Linked DNA regions of Mus musculus: region 2 is linked to region 1. Evidence: chromatin contacts called from public Micro-C data. All regions are on one chromosome and are shown on one strand. The core of a region is the stretch at or near the end of the contact, and the rest is flanking DNA. Distances in the headings are between cores, read along the strand shown. Region 1 overlaps Inpp5d (inositol polyphosphate-5-phosphatase D). Region 2 overlaps Dgkd (diacylglycerol kinase, delta).

Region 1 (2,700 bases), core at 194-2,693:
TCTCCTCTGCAGCTAAAGCCCATTATCTCTGACCCCGAGTACTTACTGGACCAGCATATCCTGATCAGCATTAAATCCTCTGACAGTGACGAGTCCTATGGTAAGCATCCCAGGCCAGGGACCTCACCGTACCTTAGCCTCAGCCTCTGAAGTGAGGGTGATGGTGGCTTAGCCTTTCAAGAAAGCCTGTCTGCCACCACCCATTGTGCCCTGATGCTGCCACTTCCTCTGTCCCAGAGGGACTTTTCCTAGTGGGTTACCATCCCTGCTCCTTGTCACTTCTGGGTGCCACAGCCAGTAACCTCCTGCTTAGCCTTGCTGAGTGAGCTGCAGGTACCATGTAATTTAATCTTAGCCTTAAGAGGCAGGTTCTGTTCCCCAGTGAGTAAATAGGTAAACTGAGGCTCATAGAGGTCAAGTGACTCCCCCCAGGTCACACAGATAGTCCTCAACTGAGCTGTGGCTTGAGCCTGAGTCTGCCTGTGCCACCGTGTCTCTCGTTAGTCCCTAGCCAGCTCCTCAGACCCAGGTGCAGAACATTAGCCCGTCCCTGCTGCCAGGTCAGCTTTCCAGTCTGTCTCCTTTTCCTTTCAGACTTTTCCTTGTATAGAGATTTTAGACTGACTTACACTCTTACCTGTTTATCTGATTTTGTTTATTTCTTGTACTGTTTCAAACCTTGGGAAGTAAGCTTTCCCTATAGCAACCAGATTAACATTTAATACCATTTCTTAGATGGATTTTTCTAGGATTTAATTTTTCCCTCAGCATTGATCTGTATAGAGTTCTTTTTCCTATGAGGCTTCAGACATTTGCCCCAGATTGCTAAGGCATCGATTGAAAGGGTTTGTTGGCAATCCCTGCCCGGCCACTTGCTTCAAGGAGCTGTCTCCCAGTGGTACAGCCATCTCTCTGAGCATGCTCTATATCCGTCTAATGCCAAGATGTTCCTATTGATGCTCTCTCTCCTTTCCCCAGGTGAAGGCTGCATTGCCCTTCGCTTGGAGACCACAGAGGCTCAGCATCCTATCTACACGCCTCTCACCCACCATGGGGAGATGACTGGCCACTTCAGGGGAGAGATTAAGCTGCAGACCTCCCAGGGCAAGATGAGGGAGAAGCTCTATGGTAGGTCAGCCAGCCTCCTCCTGGCTTTCCCAGAGGCCACTGCACTAAGGACATGTTCTTTCTCTCAGCAAAGCTATCAAGTATCTATGATCTGTGCCTTCAGAATATAGCGTGGTTAGAAAGTCTCTAGGGTAGCGTGGTGATCCTGGCACTCAGGAGGCTGAGGCGAGAAGATCGTGAGTTCAAGGCTAGTCTGGGTGACATACTGAGACGATGTCTTTAATGAGAAGAAAACAAGTCATCTCATTTATCTCTCACAACCGCCCTGTGAGTCAAGTATGGTTATCTCTACTTGGCAGATGGAGAAACTGGAGCTAGATGACTGGCTTAATGTTGCAAACTCAGGCTAAGCCAAGTTCATCCAGGGCCAAGCAGGAGCTGGTAGACATAGTGGTTGCTTGCCTGTCATGAAAATAGCAAGTGTAGGAACGCACAACATGGGGTGCAGGGGCTCCTTATGCCAGGGAGGGCTCTAAGGGCCACTGCTTCTGTGCATGTGACTCTCCTGTGCCCCATGAGAGATCTTTCTTTTCTCTAGCAGGACAGTGGGTTGAACAGATAGTGGGTCATTACCTAGCAACCACATTCCAGAAATAAAGCCCGGGGTTCCTTTAAACTGATTTATAGGGGTTCCCATAAACAGATAAGCTCTGCATGGGAAGTACTCTTATAGGGTAACCTAATAGCTGTTCTAAGTTTGTTCTAGTCTGACAAGAAATGTCTGTTTTATCCATGGCTAAGCTAACAAGGTATTTCTTGAAATAACAACTGGGTCATAAGTATCTGTTCATCTCCTTCTGGACCCATGGCAGGCATCATGGCAGGCATCATGGCAGGCAACAGTTGCCAAGCGTAAGGATTTTGAAGCCTGAAAATCTTGCTTGATATACCTCTCCCAGTAACCACTATTTACTGTCCAGCTTTGGCCTGCAAAGAGATACCACATTGCCATTTCTAACCCATGCCGTGGCTAGGATCTCACATGTTTTCTTTCCTAAATGTTCTCTTCCAGACTTTGTGAAGACAGAGCGGGATGAATCCAGTGGAATGAAATGCTTGAAGAACCTCACCAGCCATGACCCTATGAGGCAATGGGAGCCTTCTGGCAGGTAGACGAAGCTTGCTAAGACTTATTACAGCTAGCTGGGCTGTGTGAACCAGAGTCCAGGAGAGGGTAAAGTGGAGTTCAGGAAAGCCAAGGTCAGAGGAGAAGAAATGTTGTGGCCCAGGGGACCCACTCTCCTACCTCAGTTTCACATCCTGAGTTCAAATCCTCATCTCTGAAAGATCAAAGCCTTGGAGAACATTTCCATGTAGGAAGGGCTCAGCTCAACTATCCTTTAATGAACACCTGCTATATTCAGGAAGACACAGTGTAAATACAGTATAGTCCATGACCTACAGACTTAACACCAGCCAGTGGAAGGATGTGCAGTGCAGGAAGAAGGAGCTATAGATGACTGAACAATTCCAGGGCAAAAGATACTTCTCCTGCATTCAGGGAGGCCAGGAACATAAGTGGTCAAAAGTCACCACCCATGACTTCCTAGCTTCATTTCTGTTGCTGTGGCA
Region 2 (2,700 bases), core at 91-2,590, 220 kb after region 1:
GGTCACATAATTATGGAGAGCTAAGGCCTCATATCAGGACCCTGGTGTCTAGAAGTGTGGCAGACAAGCGACTTCTGTCCCTTGCTGGGTATCTGGGGTTTAAATCTAGCTCAATTAGAAACCAGGCTGCCTTTTGAGGTCGCACAAGTCCCCAGGCTTCATAACAGTAACTCAGGTTATTGTAAGAGAGCCCTGTCCAAGGTGGCACTTCTGTTTCTAGGAGTAGGACTAAGAACATGATGTGGTATGGTGTCCTTGGCACCAAAGAGCTGCTGCACAGAACCTACAGGAACCTGGAACAAAAGGTCCTGCTGGAGGTGAGTGGTAGCCTCCTGGCCTGGTGGGTGACCTCCCAACCTTGGTTAGAGATGAGTTCTACTGAGCCTTGCCTGATCGTCCCTGAGGAGCCTTGCCTTGCCACAGGCCCAGCATATTAAATTGGTGCTAGGAAGAACTGGCACATACTGAGTACTGCTCTTTTCTCTCCATCTGCCTTTCTGCGGCGCAGTGTGATGGCCGCCCTATTCCCCTCCCGAGTCTTCAAGGAATTGCTGTCCTCAACATTCCCAGCTATGCTGGAGGGACCAACTTCTGGGGGGGCACCAAGGAAGATGATGTACGTATGGGGTTTGAGGTGGGTGGGCTGGGCTTAGCAAGGTCAGTGAGGCATGACTAGATGGGATATCTCCTTGGTCCTAACAGTGGGCATGGTGGAGGACCAGATAGACAGGTTCCCTCACCAATCGGCCTGGTGTCTAGAAGGCAGGTCTAGCACAAGATCAAGTGAGAAGCAGCTGAGACTTGAAGGAGAACTTAAATTGTCCGAATTGGCAGGCACTAGATGGAGAGTATCCTGTTTTGGCAGAAGAAAGGAGATGTGGAAGCTCAGAAGCAAGAAGGGGCAAAGTATATAGAGAACAGTTCCCCAAGTGCAGTGTGGAATATGTGCATGGAGGAGGGAGATGCCTGTAGGGCCTGCATTGTATGAGGCAGTAGAAGCCAAAGGCAGGAGTCTGGAGTTTATGTCAAGAACATAGGAAGATATTGACGGGCTTTAACCAAGGTTTGCATGTAATTAAAAAGCCAGCTTGGCACTTACTGCAGACTTATTTGTAGGCCACTGTTCTAAGTACCTGGAACCTGTTTGCACGTTCATTTTATATACCTCCCCCTCCTAAGGAGCAAGCAGTGTCATCTCCCTCTGAAGGACGGAGGACATGACTAACTTGCCTGAGGGCTCATGTCTAATAAATAGCACGTTTGAGGGCTAGTCTCAGGCATTGGGCTTCTGGGTAACAGATACCCAACCCTGCACTTCATTTACCACCATCACTGTACCATGTGTGGGTGTGGGCTTGTCTGTCTCACCAGAACCCCCAGAACAGGAAGCAGAGCAAGAGGGAGACGCGTTTGGGGAAGTGAGGCAGACAGCTTTCATGCTGGCCCTTTCAGACTTTTGCAGCTCCATCATTCGATGATAAGATTCTGGAGGTGGTTGCTGTGTTCGGCAGCATGCAGATGGCTGTGTCTCGTGTAATTAAGCTACAGCATCATCGGATTGCCCAGGTACTGGCCATGCTGTTCGATAGGTCTAGCCCACCCCCTTCTAGGACTCATCCCTGTTTGGAGAGGCAGGGTTTGGCCTAGGATGCTTGGATTTGCTCACAGTAGAGACCCAAGAGAGATGCCTAACTAGGACCTTAGAGGCAGCCCCACTCTGCCTCCCTCTCCCACTGAGTGCTCTGAGTCTTGCTGAGGTAGAAAAGGCCCAGATGAGCCTGGTCTGCTGCAAGAAGCAGTGCACCTTGGACATGGATCTGTCTGTGGCGATGACTAAGCCCACCGGGGCTTGACAGACAGCTCTGAGGTTAGCTAGAGAGGGCAGTTAGGTCAGGGCTCTTGGCTTTAATTCTGACAGCACTGAAGAGCTGGTACAGGTCCACCCACTTTGGGGGTGCAGGGAAGGAGTAACTGTACATACAGTGCAGTGCTGATAAGATCTGTTGGGTCTTCCTGCATTCTCTTGGTCCCCAACACTCAGCTGTTTAAAGTTTACCTTTTTGTTTTTGTGCACATTTTTGTAAAGAGTTGCAGAAGCTTTATCATCTGATGTTAGATTTTGCTCTGCCCAGGGATGTTTACATCTGGCAAGGACCATGACTCTTTGACCCCTTTAGCCTGATATCCGTATCTGTACCCAAGATCTTCTGGTTATACCTATCCCAGATGTGTGGGGAGGGAACAGTAGGGGCAGAGGGGGCAACAGAGCAGAGGCTAGAAAAGGAGGCCAAGTAAATGGCTGTGGGTAAGGAGTGGGAGTGCAGACACTCAGAGCAGCAAGGCCTGTGGGTGCTTTAAATCTCCTGGCACGGGAATAACAGTCTGGCATCTGTTTAAGTGTCGCACAGTGAAGATCTCCATCCTGGGGGATGAAGGCGTGCCTGTGCAGGTGGATGGGGAAGCCTGGATCCAGCCACCTGGGTACATTCGGATCGTGCACAAGAACAGGGCGCAGACATTGACCAGAGACAGGGTAAGAGCAATTGCCATCGAGGCCTGGTGGGGTCTGGGTTACCAGTGGCTTACTCATGGGCTCACCTGTACATTCATAAAAGAGGCAAAAGGGTTTCATCTTTGTTCTTGGATTTCTCTTCACCATACAGAGATTAGCTGACATAGTGGTGTGCCCTGTAGTCTCAA

Evidence for each region. A called contact is a pair of places that touch in the nucleus more often than the background predicts.
Region 2: a contact with region 1 is called in a Micro-C map of the G1E-ER4 cell line, with 2.7 times the contacts expected there. The contact joins two enhancer-like sites. A contact is called at or near these places in 1 of 15 datasets of contacts at CTCF or cohesin (large pre-B cells), 13 of 484 Hi-C or Micro-C datasets (B cells, the G1E-ER4 cell line, Th17 cells and 8 more), 1 of 115 datasets of contacts at active chromatin or transcription factors (microglia) and 3 of 9 other capture datasets (adipose tissue, embryonic stem cells and liver).

Annotation. Positions count from the first base shown.
Region 1 is chr1:87,711,053-87,713,752 of GRCm38.p6, forward strand. Inpp5d (inositol polyphosphate-5-phosphatase D) reads left to right here. Exons shown (of 27, transcript NM_010566.3): 22 at 13-100; 23 at 979-1,128; 24 at 2,141-2,237. All of the region lies in intron 3 of Gm33470 (a long non-coding RNA gene), which reads right to left. Among named protein-coding and RNA genes, the nearest start is that of Gm33470, 12 kb to the right of the region's middle. Within about 2 kb of position 1,444, at least 25 of the 459 cell types and tissues checked have an H3K27ac peak or open chromatin away from gene starts, as enhancers often do. A contact at or near this core is called in the G1E-ER4 cell line, where this site is marked.
Region 2 is chr1:87,933,886-87,936,585 of GRCm38.p6, forward strand. Dgkd (diacylglycerol kinase, delta) reads left to right here. Exons shown (of 30, transcript NM_177646.3): 20 at 221-317; 21 at 509-616; 22 at 1,453-1,566; 23 at 2,399-2,533. Among named protein-coding and RNA genes, the nearest start is that of Usp40, 73 kb to the right of the region's middle. Within about 2 kb of position 1,341, at least 63 of the 459 cell types and tissues checked have an H3K27ac peak or open chromatin away from gene starts, as enhancers often do. A contact at or near this core is called in the G1E-ER4 cell line, where this site is marked.